2 separate regions of the Ovis aries genome follow, and region 2 is linked to region 1. The links are chromatin contacts, called in public Hi-C maps. All regions are on one chromosome and are shown on one strand. Each heading gives the region's core, a stretch centred on a gene start, on an enhancer-like site or on the middle of the called end of the contact. The rest is flanking DNA. Distances are from core to core; before and after follow the strand shown.

Evidence for each region. A called contact is a pair of places that touch in the nucleus more often than the background predicts.
Region 2: a contact with region 1 is called in a Hi-C map of skin fibroblasts, with 5 times the contacts expected there. The contact joins the promoter of PDZRN3 here to the enhancer-like site in region 1. A contact is called at or near these places in 4 of 16 Hi-C or Micro-C datasets (hypothalamus, muscle, skin fibroblasts and 1 more).

Annotation. Positions count from the first base shown.
Region 1 is chr19:28,071,310-28,077,120 of ARS-UI_Ramb_v3.0, forward strand. No RefSeq gene overlaps it. Among named protein-coding and RNA genes, the nearest start is that of PDZRN3, 150 kb to the right of the region's middle. Within about 2 kb of position 3,197, at least 14 of the 54 cell types and tissues checked have an H3K27ac peak or open chromatin away from gene starts, as enhancers often do.
Region 2 is chr19:28,217,265-28,223,075 of ARS-UI_Ramb_v3.0, forward strand. It overlaps PDZRN3 (PDZ domain containing ring finger 3), which reads left to right and starts at 3,719. Exons shown (of 10, transcript XM_015102331.3): 1 at 3,719-4,557. The coding sequence starts at 3,835. LOC105603436 (a long non-coding RNA gene) reads right to left here and starts at 4,898. Exons shown (of 2, transcript XR_001022584.4): 1 at 4,720-4,898; 2 at 2,743-3,251.

The sequences.
Region 1 (5,811 bases), core at 1,947-4,446:
CTTAGTAGCTAAAATAAATTGCAGACTTTAAACACACTGTGTTTCATTTCCTACTCATCTGCCTTTCCCAAAAGGGAGCCATATGGGTGAGGACAGGAACCATATCCACGTTGAGTACCATTTCATCTTTACTCAGAGCACATTACCTAACACAGAGAAGGCCTTGAGTTGGACACTGTTGGAGAAATTAACAACAAATATAATTGCTATAAAATGTTTAACAGAGTATCTGACACACAGTAAGAGTTCTTCAAACACACAGAGCAATGGATCTTTTGAAGACAGGTGTCATTTGTCATTCCGTTTTGTGTCCCTAGCAATATATCAGATAGTTAATATGTGTTCAATTGAGTAGATAATTAAATTAATGAATTAATGGATATATGTTAATGTAATTCATTTCTAAGTGATATCCAAGGAACTGCTTAAAGCACAGATCCTTGAAGGCCCAGCGAGGCAGCTAGGTCCTGGTGGGGAGAGGTCACATAATGGGTTTTCTATCAGCAGTCACAGGAAGTCCAAAGAAGCTCATATCTGTATAAACAGTCCTTCTATGAATCAAAGTAGAAATGCTTCCTTTCCCTTCATCTGCTTTGCAAAGCTCCCAGTATTGCTAGCCTTACTGCCAGCTGCCTGAACACATAGTGGCGCAAGGTATGCAGTGTGATTTTCACTGCAAAATCACCAGCTATGGTTTGGATCCCCTTGCAGACAGCCCAAGAATATAAAATTTCACGTCCTGTATTGTCTTTGGGGCACTTATTGCTAATCGAGAGGACAGCACAAGTTCTGATTTCCAGCATGTAATACTGGTAAATTTGCCCCCAAAGCTTATGACTAAAACTTTCTCTAAGATCTCTTTAGAGCCTCTGACTCAACACTACCACCAAATCTGAAAGGCTGGCCCAACAGTATACCTTCAGCAGCAGCCATCAACACTGATCTCGAAACACATGTGATGTAGGGAGGAAGAGACTGTTTCTCATGGGAGTCCATGATTATGTGTACTCCCATCAGATTATAGCCTGATGCAGTCATTTGACAGGAGCTAGAATGTGAATCAAAGAAAGGCCAACTAAAACTATTGTCAGATTTCAGTAAGCAATTCAGCTACATGAGGAGGAAATGGGGAGGGGCGGGGGAAGGGGAAGGGTTGTTGAAAAACTCCAGATGGTTATATTTATTTGCAAAAAAAGAAAGTTTTGAAGCATGATAATAGTTTTCTTCAAATTTAGAATAATTTTAAAACTGTTGTCCATGTGTAAGGTTGTGTGTGCTCAGTTGCTTCAGTTGTGACCCCATGGACTGTAGCCTGCCGGACTCCTCTGTCCATGGTTTCTCCAGGCAAGAATACTCGAGTGGGTTGCCATGGCCTCCTCCAGGGCATAATCCCAACCCAGGGATCGAACCCACTTCTCCTGCATCTTCTGCGTTGCAGGTGGATTCTTTGCCTACTGAAAGTGAAAGTGAAGTCGCTCAGTTGTGTCCAACTCTTTGCAACCCTACAGACTGTAGCCTACCAGGCTCCTCTGTCCATGGGATTTTCCAGGTAATAGTACTGGAGTGGGTTGCCATTTCCTTCTCCAGGGGATCTTCCCACCCCAGGGCTCGAACCCGGGTCTCCTGCACTGTAGACAGATGCTTTACCTGCTTAGCTAATAGCAAATGAAAAGAATATACATATACCTGTTGATTTCCCAGGCATCTGGATTCTTTAAGATCCTGAAACACTAGTTAACCGTGATGACCAGTAGGTGGCAGCATAACCTCCACCATTTTTTATGTTTGTCCTTGAAACACTGAGGCTATCATCATTTGAAAGTTAACAGTCACAAATTGCATACCAGCTGCCCAATTTGTTGCCTGTTGTAACATTTCTTTTATGATAGACTCCTCTTTTCAAAGAGATCCATTCAGCCAATATAGCCTTTAAATATGTGCACGGTACTAAAGATGCATAAGCATTGTGCTAACCTGCCATTTTTCTTTTTCCTTTCTTTCTCTTAGCTTTTATACAAGCAAGTCCTTGCATGTCTGATTGGATCAAGACAATTAACTGTTCTTTAAAATGTTGCTTCCATCTATCTTGTATGCGTAACCACTTACCTACAAATTTATTTACCACGAACCCACGCACTGCCAGTGGAAACAGAAAGGATGGGGGGACTGATTTTAAACAGATTATGATTCAGTTACTGGCTCCATCATTTGATTCCTCTGAGTCACATTTTGTTTTGTCTTTGTTTATTCATATAAAGTTCCTAGAGTCAATAATATCTGCCTAAGATTATTATTAATCTGGTAAGATTATTATTATTATTAATCTGGTAAGATTATTATCATAAATAAATAAAGTAGCTGAATTCCCTAAATGTTCATCACGCTCTTACTAGGCACTCAGCATTGTGTCAAGCCCAGGGAAGAAGCGTGACATTGACTTTATCCTAAAGAAGTTCACAGTCTACAGCTGCGCTGTCCAGTACAGCGCCTTCTTGCCATGTGCTGCTATTTAAATTTAAATTAAGCAAAGTTAAGTCAGATTAAAAATTCGATTCCTGGAGTACACTGGCCACATTTCAAGTGCTTGATAGCCTTATGTGACTTGTAGGTACCGTATTACTTTATGCCGATAGAGAACATTTCCATCATTGCAGGAAGTTCTGTTGGATAATACTGGTCTGGATGACCACACAGGCTCATAGAAGTTGTTATAAGTTTCAAAATTGCTTTCAAAGACCAATACATGGAACAGGGAGGTGAAATAAGCAAACAGAAAAGCGGCATGAACCCTTTCTTGTGGTGTCCAGAAAGACCTACAGACAGAAATAGTTTTAATGGAAGTCAGGACATGAAGGATGGCACACGAGGAGTGATGCTTTTAGGAAGCCCTGAGGGGAGGAGGAAGGTCTCTGAACAGGTCTATCTTGTGCAAGACTGTAAAAAAGACAGAAAATACACAAGTTCTGCTCAGGGAACTCGAGCCGTTCTAAATTGTGAAAGGATAAAGCCTGAGGGGCAAGAAAGTTTAGACAGGAGGAGATGAAACCAAGGAGAGAAAATCACCCTCTAAATTTCGAGTGTAGCCTGAACACTCGTGACGGCTTAGCTTTTCTTTCCCCCAGCGTGAGAGCAGCGGTGATGACCCTTTTTACAGCTGAGCTCAGAGCGAGGGAGCAACAGAAAGAGGGAGAGGTCCCTGCCGGATTCTTTCCACAACCGCGTCTAAGTGGAAAATGAAACTAACCCCTTCCCGCCTGCACAGCACCTCCCAGGACAAGACGCTTTTGCTCACACATTCCTCAGACTGTGAGAACAACCCACCAACCCTGTCACCAGTCACAGGACTGCCCCCTCGGCCCCCGGGGACGCACATTCCCCCAAAATGAGTGAAGGATGCCTTCTGCCAACCTTAAAACTGACTCAAGCCTCTTGAGTCCTAAGCTTTGAACCAATCTCCAACTTTTTGTGGTTACAGTTCACAGTTGGCTGGCAGAATATGACTTCCTGGTTTGGAGATAAAAGACTTGGGGGTGGGAGCGGGGAAAAGACTGAGGGGGGAAAAAAAAAACTGACTTGACATCAAATGCCTCTTTCAAAATACAGCTTTAATGAACAAAGTGCCAGTGAACCTTACTCATCCTGATTACATTTCTGAAAATGTAATCTTTTAAAATTTGAGAAGAAGGGGGTTTGGCAGAAATAGATTTGGGGTTTCTTTAGCTTCCAGACATCTGGGAGAGAGTGGAGCTATTGCTGATTTGCAGCACACAGCTGGGAGGAAAGGGCCCCGTTTCAGGGGAGGAGAGCAAGGAAAAGGAAAAGAAAAAGCTCCATTGTAATAGATGTTCCAAAAATCATCAGTCTTTCAGAAGAGATGAGGTGGGGATGTTGGGGGAGGGATGGGTTCAGCTCTTCATACGGTTTTATTTAAGCTTGAATACAGATAATCAGTCCTGCTGTTTATTTCCATACCAAATGCTCAGGGGGCCAGAGCTCTGTCACATTCCTAACCCGTATCATTTTAGCAGCAGTCTTTCTGGAATAGAAAATATACTCAGGACATTTCCTCATAGAGAGTTACCAGGAGAGTCTAGAAGAGCTCTCCTGGGCTTTCGCAAGCCAAAGCGTGCTCCTTCTCCCTCCCAGGTGGCCAATTATTCCTGTGACAACACCTCATACTTTCCATGTGATGCCATTTGACAAAGGATAAGCAGAGCCAGGCTAAATGCTCACCCACTTGACACTTAATCTCTTTATCGTCCCAATTAGAATGTTCAGGGAGAGGCGCTGGCACCAGGGGTCAACTGCAAACTCTCTCCTTAGAGATGGTGAGACAATAGGTGTGATTTTGAAAAGCAGAGGGTTCTGGCATTAGACAACAGGCTTTAGAGCCCAAACTTGGCAACTTGCACATGGAATTCAAGTCCTCATAGCCTCATCTTTCTCATCTGTAAAATGTGAATTTACATCATACTTAACCTCACAGGGTCAGTTTTGAAATTATATGAGCCACGTCAGCTGGGTGTCCAAAAAAGAGCTTGACACACACAAGAAGCATTTGATTAAGATGGGTTACGGCCTTTGCCATTATGATGTCACACAAACTGAATAGCGTACTGGCATTCTGCAGAGCCTGAGGGTAGATCACGCTCCTCCCACCAAGAGAATTATTTTCAAGTTTCTTAAGAACTAATGGGATATCCACCTCCCCCCAGTTGTTTTTATTGTGAAAAGTACATATAACGTGAGATTTTTCTTCTTAAGAAATTTTAGAGTATACAGGGTGGTATTATTGTCAACTGTAGGCACAGTGCATTTGGCGCTAGTGGTAAAGAACAGGCCAGTGCAGGACGCATAAGAGATGTGGGTTCAATCCCTGGGGTGAGGAGATCCCTTGGAGGAGGGCATGGCAACCCACTCTAGTCTTCTTGCCTGGAGAATCCAATGGACAGAGGAGCCTGGTGGGCTGCAGCCTATAGGGTCACCAAGAGTCAAACAGATTGAAATGACTTAGGACATACATAGTCACAATACAGATCTCTAGAATTTAATCATTTTGCATAATTAAGACTTTATACTAGTTGAGTTTCAACTCCCCATTTCCCCTCCCTCTGGCCTCTGGACACCACCACTCCACTCTGTGCATTTGATTATTTTATATACCTCATGGAAGTGATATAAGGCAATATTTGTCCTTCTATGATTGGCTTATTTCATTTAGCATCACATCCTCAAGATTCAATCATGCTGTTGCACGTGGAACTGTAGGCTTCCTTTTTAAGGCTTGATTATAGTCCTTTGTATATGTTTATATATACAAGGAGATAATAGCCCTTTGTATATATAAGCTCCTTTGGGGCTTTGCTCAGATGGTACAGAATCTGCCTGCAAAGCAGGAGACCCAGGTTTGATTCCTGGGTCAGGAAGATCCCCTGGAGAAGGGAAAGGCTACCCACTCCAGTATTCTGACCTGGAGAATTCCATAGTCCATGGGGTCACAAAGAGTCAGACACAACTGAGCAACTTCCACTTCGCTTGCATATATACGCACCATGAAGTCTTTATTCATCCACCAAGGGACACTCGGTTGTGTCCATGTCTTGTGAGTAATGCTGCAGCAAACACAAGTATGCAAATATATCTTCAAGATCCTGATTTCTATTCTGGTGGGTAAGTACCCAAAAGTGGGATTATTGGATCATATGGTAATTCTATTTTTAACTTTATGAGGAATCTCCATACGGTTTTCCGCAATGGCTACACCATTTGACATTTCCATTAACAAGTGTGCAAGAGTTTCAGTTTCTCCAT
Region 2 (5,811 bases), core at 2,469-4,968, 150 kb after region 1:
GCATCAGGGTCTTTTCGAATGAGTTGGCTCCTTGCATCAGGTGGCCAAAGTATTGGAGATTCAGGGTCAGTCCTTCCAAAGAATATTCAGGACTGATTTCCTTTAGGATTGACAGGTTTGACCTCTTTGAAATCCAAGGTACTCTCAAGAGTTTTCTCCAACACCACAGTTCAAAAGCATCACTTCTTCAGTGCTCAGCCTTATTTATGATCTAACTCTGATATCCATGCATGACTACTGGAAAAACCATAGCTTTGACTATACGGACCTTTGTTGGGAAAGCAATGTCTCTGCTTTTTAATACACTGTCTAGGTCTGTCATAGTTTTTCTTCCAAGGAGCAAATCTCTTTAAAGTTTTTGGCTGAAGTCACCATCTGCAGTGATTTTGGAGCCCAAGAAAATGTAGTCTGTCACTATTTCCATTGTTTCCCCATCTATTTGCCATGAAGTGATGGGACCAGATGTCATGATCTCAGTTTTTTGAATGTTGAATTGTAAGCTAGCTTTTCCACTCTCTCACCTTCATGAAGAGGCTCTTTAGTTCCTCTTCACTTTCTGCCTTAAGGGTAGTATCATCTACATATCTGAGGTTATTGATATTTCTCCTGGCAATCTTGATTCCAGTGATCACTAGTATATTAAACAGTTTCTTCATCTGTAAAATGGGCCAACAACACATCTGTCTCTTGATGTGCTGTGAAGATTAAGGAATAGTGAAGGTCAATTGGTGAGCACAATGCTTGCCACCGAGTAGCAGCTCAAAAATGGTAAATATTACGCACATGATCTTCTGATAAAACATGGTGGAAAGGAGAGTAAGGACAGACTCTAACTCAGAGTGATGGTGAACATCGCATGTTAGATTTGGGACCACACTTTGGTTAGAAGGTGCAGAGTCAGACTATGAAAAGAAGGGTTGGTGGCAGAGATGGTCCAAGCTGCAGGAAATTGTTTGTAAAGTGTCCACAAGGAAGCATCCCTTCATAAACATTCAGATGATTCTCAGATGCTTGAGTATCTAGTCCATACCAGAACAACCAGCTACTTTTCTCACATGACTTGTGATACCAAATGTTCACCTTCTTACCATTTGTATTCATATTTCTTAATGTGGCACCCCAACTTTTCAATTCCACACCCCTCTCACTATGCTGCATTCAGTCATTCCTCAGCCAGCAGAGGGCATGGCATGGGCTACCAGTACTGACTGATTGACCTTAGGGGTGAGTGCAAGACTGCCCCCGAACCAGTGGTTCTCAACTTAGGGCAGTTTTGCCTCCTCAGGACTTTGGCAATGTCTGGTTGACACCACTGAGCAGGGTGCTGCAGGGCAGGGAATACTACTGGCATCTAGTAGGTAGTAACTAGAGATGCTACTAAACACCCTACAATGCCCAGGGCAAAAAATTATTTGCCTGAAAACAAATCTTGCCTTTAAACTTTTCTTTTCTTAACCTTTCTGGTTCTCAATTCCCCTATTAAATTCAGCCACTAAATAACATGCATGATCCGCCAACTCTGACATTCTAAGAGGCTTTTTTTTTTTTTTTCCTGACCTCCAAGAATTTTGCTTCTAAAATTAACCAACAAGGAGTGGTTCAGACAGACTTTTCTTTTGCCTAAAGAGGCCAATCCACAGTCTGCTATAGCTTTTCTGTGGCCTCAGCTGTAGAATTTCAACAGCCTCTTAGTTGGCAATGCAGTGGGGGTGGTGGGACAAGTCTTAAGAGAAACCTATACCCAAAGTAAGCAGTAATTTCTCATTCATGGTTCATGATGAGCTTTCCCTGTTTCTCAAAACCAGTTTGGTTTGACGAGGATCACCCTGTTGATACTAGTCCACCCTATGAAACTGACAGGCCCACACACCTTTGGTGAAAGAATGTGTTTCTTACCCATTATCTGAGAACCTGTGAGCTGCTTAATAAATATACTGATGGAGGATTTCTGGCATATGCTTATCTGAACAAAGGCCAATTATATTCTAAGAACTAGCGAAGGAATAGATTAATTGATTTAAGCAATTAAAGTCCCTACCACAAATAGAAACAAATGCCACCAACACAGATAAAAGAACACTATCCAGGGACCTAACAAGGCCCTAAAAATCTAATCAGTGACAACTTTTGAAAGGCCAGTTCAAAACAAGTAATCCTTTTGGACATCAAGGCAACCTTCTCACTGGCAAAACAGTTGCATAGTGAAGAGAAAGGTCATGGGCCTTTCTCAGCCACAGAAAGGAGAGAAGTAAAAGCAATTAGACAAAATGGATGCTGTAATCCCACTTTCCAGACCCCAGAGCCACACTAAACACTGAGATTCAACTTTTCCACTTCACTATTCAGGATCTGGCAGCACTTCCCAAATGAGAATGCCATAGCTTGATTTCTTTCTTACCAATTCTGGCCAGATGTTTCTTAGCAATGTCTAGAGCCTGGGGTAGAGAAAGAAAAATTTAAAAAAATCACCAAATCCATGGATGTTGCTATGAATTGATCACGTAAGTTGGAGTCCCAAAGTACTATTGCTGAAAACTGCCCTGCTTGAAACTACTCCCCAGCAGAAGCAAAACGTCCAGTTTCATGGACTGCCACTTCCCAGTCAGGGGCAAAACCACTGAGTAATAGCATCAGCACCACTTGGAGGCTCTTTTTCACAAGCAGGTTCTCAGACTCCACCCCAGGCCTACAGGATCAGAATCTGCATCCATAGTAAAATCTGAGAAAGAATGCTCTACAGGGTCTTCAGGAGTAGTTTATTTTTTGCCTTTTCTCATCCTGAGTTTCCTCAATTGGAATATGGAAATATAACAAAGTGCATACAAAGGGGGAAAAAACCTGAAAGAAGACAGTTCACAGGGGCACAGGAGTGCGGGGGACTATGGGGGAGTTTCTCGAAGCTCTACACTGCGCAGTTTTCCACAACGTAAGACCAGGGTTACTTCTTTTGTAATGGGGAAAAATAATTTTAAATACAGCTGACGCTCTCTCACAATATTGTACTGATGATTTTTAAAGGGACCACCGTAGCAGGGCCCAGCACCATACTGCAGTGCAGACAAGTCAAAGGTGTTAAGTGAACTGGGTGGAGCCAGCCAGCAGCCGGTGAGCAGCTCTCGTCTCCGAAAACTGGCCCTCATACACATTCGATCTCAGCACCTGGAAACCTTGGCCTGGCAAACTTCGGGATCCGCTGAACCTCAGATCTGACCTGTAGTTGCTGGAGCGTCCCGCCGGCTCTGTAACTTTCCCTGGAATAAAATAAATAAATAAAGACCGTAAGTGCTGAAATAGCGGACCCCACACTAATCTCTCTGCAGTCAGCCACGGAAAGAGGAGGCCGGGGAGTGGAGTCAAAAGTCGCAGTCTGGCCCGGACGGGGTTCCAGGGAAACTAGTTTGGGCGGCTGCAGCATCCTTAGAGGCTAACTCTGAGCTTTCTCAGCTGGCATTTTGTCTCCTGTAGTGAAAACTGCAAGAGAGAGGAGTGGAGTTTCCCGAGGGAAGGGCTCAGGCTGGCGTCTTGGGCGGGCCAGCCCCTTCGGCGAGCTTCTGTGTCTTCCCACTTGCCTCCGCCTCCCTCCCTCTCTCCTCCCTTTTGGGTCGGGCTGGCGGGAGGCCTCAGAGGCAGAATGGTCTTGCGCACGCGCTCGCGCAATTACGGCCGAGGAGTTCTGTTCCTCGGGCATTTTCCGAGGAAGTCTGGAGCAATTAGGCTCAGTCCGGGGAGAGCCAGCGAGCGAGCGGGCGGCGCTGCCGGCGCGTCTGGGCTGCCTCGCTGGGAGGGAGGGGGCGGCCGGCCGCCCGGCGGCGACCCCGGGCCCCGGCCGCCACCATGGGCTTCGAGCTGGACCGCTTCGACGGCGACGTGGACCCGGACCTGAAGTGCGCTCTGTGCCACAAGGTCCTGGAGGACCCGCTGACCACGCCGTGCGGCCACGTCTTCTGCGCCGGCTGTGTGCTGCCCTGGGTGGTGCAGGAGGGCAGCTGCCCGGCGCGCTGCCGCGGTCGCCTCTCGGCCAAGGAGCTCAACCACGTCCTGCCGCTCAAGCGCCTCATCCTCAAGCTGGACATCAAGTGCGCGCATGCGGCGCGCGGCTGCGGCCGGGTGGTCAAGCTGCAACAGCTGCCGGAGCACCTCGAGCGCTGCGACTTCGCGCCCGCGCGCTGCCGCCACGCGGGCTGCGGCCAGGTGCTGCTGCGGCGAGACGTGGAGGCGCACATGCGCGACGCGTGCGACGCGCGGCCGGTGGGCCGCTGCCAGGAGGGCTGCGGGCTGCCCCTGACGCACGGCGAGCAGCGCGCCGGAGGCCACTGCTGTGCACGGGCCCTGCGGGCGCACAACGCCGCGCTGCAGGCCCGCCTGGGCGCGCTGCACAAGGCGCTCAAGAAGGAGGCGCTGCGGGCCGGCAAGCGCGAGAAGTCCCTGGTGGCGCAGCTGGCCGCCGCACAGCTGGAGCTGCAGATGACCGCTCTGCGCTACCAGAAGAAGTTCACCGAGTACAGCGCGCGCCTTGACTCGCTTAGCCGCTGCGTGGCCGCGCCGCCCGGCGGCAAGGTAGGCGCCCGCCGTCCGCCCCGACCCCCTACTGGCCCTGGGGCGCCTCCCAGTCCCTGTGGTCTTGGGGTTACCGGGAGCTTCCGGGAGCATCTCTGCCTCCCTCTTCTAACTCTCCTTGCCAGATAGATCGCTTTGAGCCGGTCGGGGAATCAGTCTCACCTTGGGAACTGTTGTCCTTACAGATTAAACTCAGGGTGAAGTACAGCTGCAGCAGCTTCATCGGTTCTGGAAAAACTAAAAGGAATTCGAGAGCAGCGCAGAGTTGAGTGAGTGTGGCTCTTGAGTCAGAACCCTGTAGGGGCTTTGGTACAGACCAGATGGATGATCTTGGGCAAATCGTTTAACCTCTTTGAAAGTTGGGAAACAGGGTTCCTCTACACGTGACAGGAGATAAGATACTGACACACGCGATGTTAACTATATCCATGCACCCTCAGGCGGTCCGGAAAGAATCAAAGGAACCCACAGCCCAGCCCGTGGAGACTAGGTTAACAAGGTTGCCAGAGGAGAGGCTGCTGGAGTAAAAGCTGGATTCCAGTGTGAGCTTTGCTGCCAACTAGCTGGCTGACCTTGAGCAGGCTGCTTAAGCTTTCTCAAGTTGGAAAGTAGGGCCCTAGAGATGTGACACGGGGGGGGGGGGGGGGGGGGGTGAAACACTGCCAGGCCTCTCCTGTGTTACTCCTCCAGGGATTGAAAGAATTCCAGAAAGAATTAAAGGAACCGCCACCAAATATAAAGTAATAATTGGCATTGAGGCCTCTGGAGTTAGAACTGTTTTTTGAGTCTGGGCTCTTGGCTAGTGTTGTGGCTTAATCCCAGGTGCTTCAGTCTCTCTAAATGTAAAATAGATTTTTTGCCTGCTTCAGGGAGAGAACATATGAAAAGGATCTAGCAAGTTGCCCTGTAGAGAGCAAATGCTCAACAAGTGTTGCCTGTAATTATCTTTACCCTCCTTCCCTTGTAAGCCATCCCCCTGCTCTGGGAGTTGGTATAATTACAACAGCCACTACTGCTGGAGGCTTGCCTTACTCCAGGCCCTATGCTAAAGCTCTTGTGCTTCTCAGCTGTTTCCTTTTTAATCAAGTAAGGGAGGCAGGTTGCTTCTCATTTTGCAGAGGAAGAGAACTCAGGACCAGTGAGGGGCAGCCCTGGCCCCGAGTCATGGCTTTGAGGTGGCAGAACTGGGTTCCGAACCCACGGATGCCCAAGCTCTTAGCCATCGTCGTGTCACTTCTCAGTGTAACCACAAGT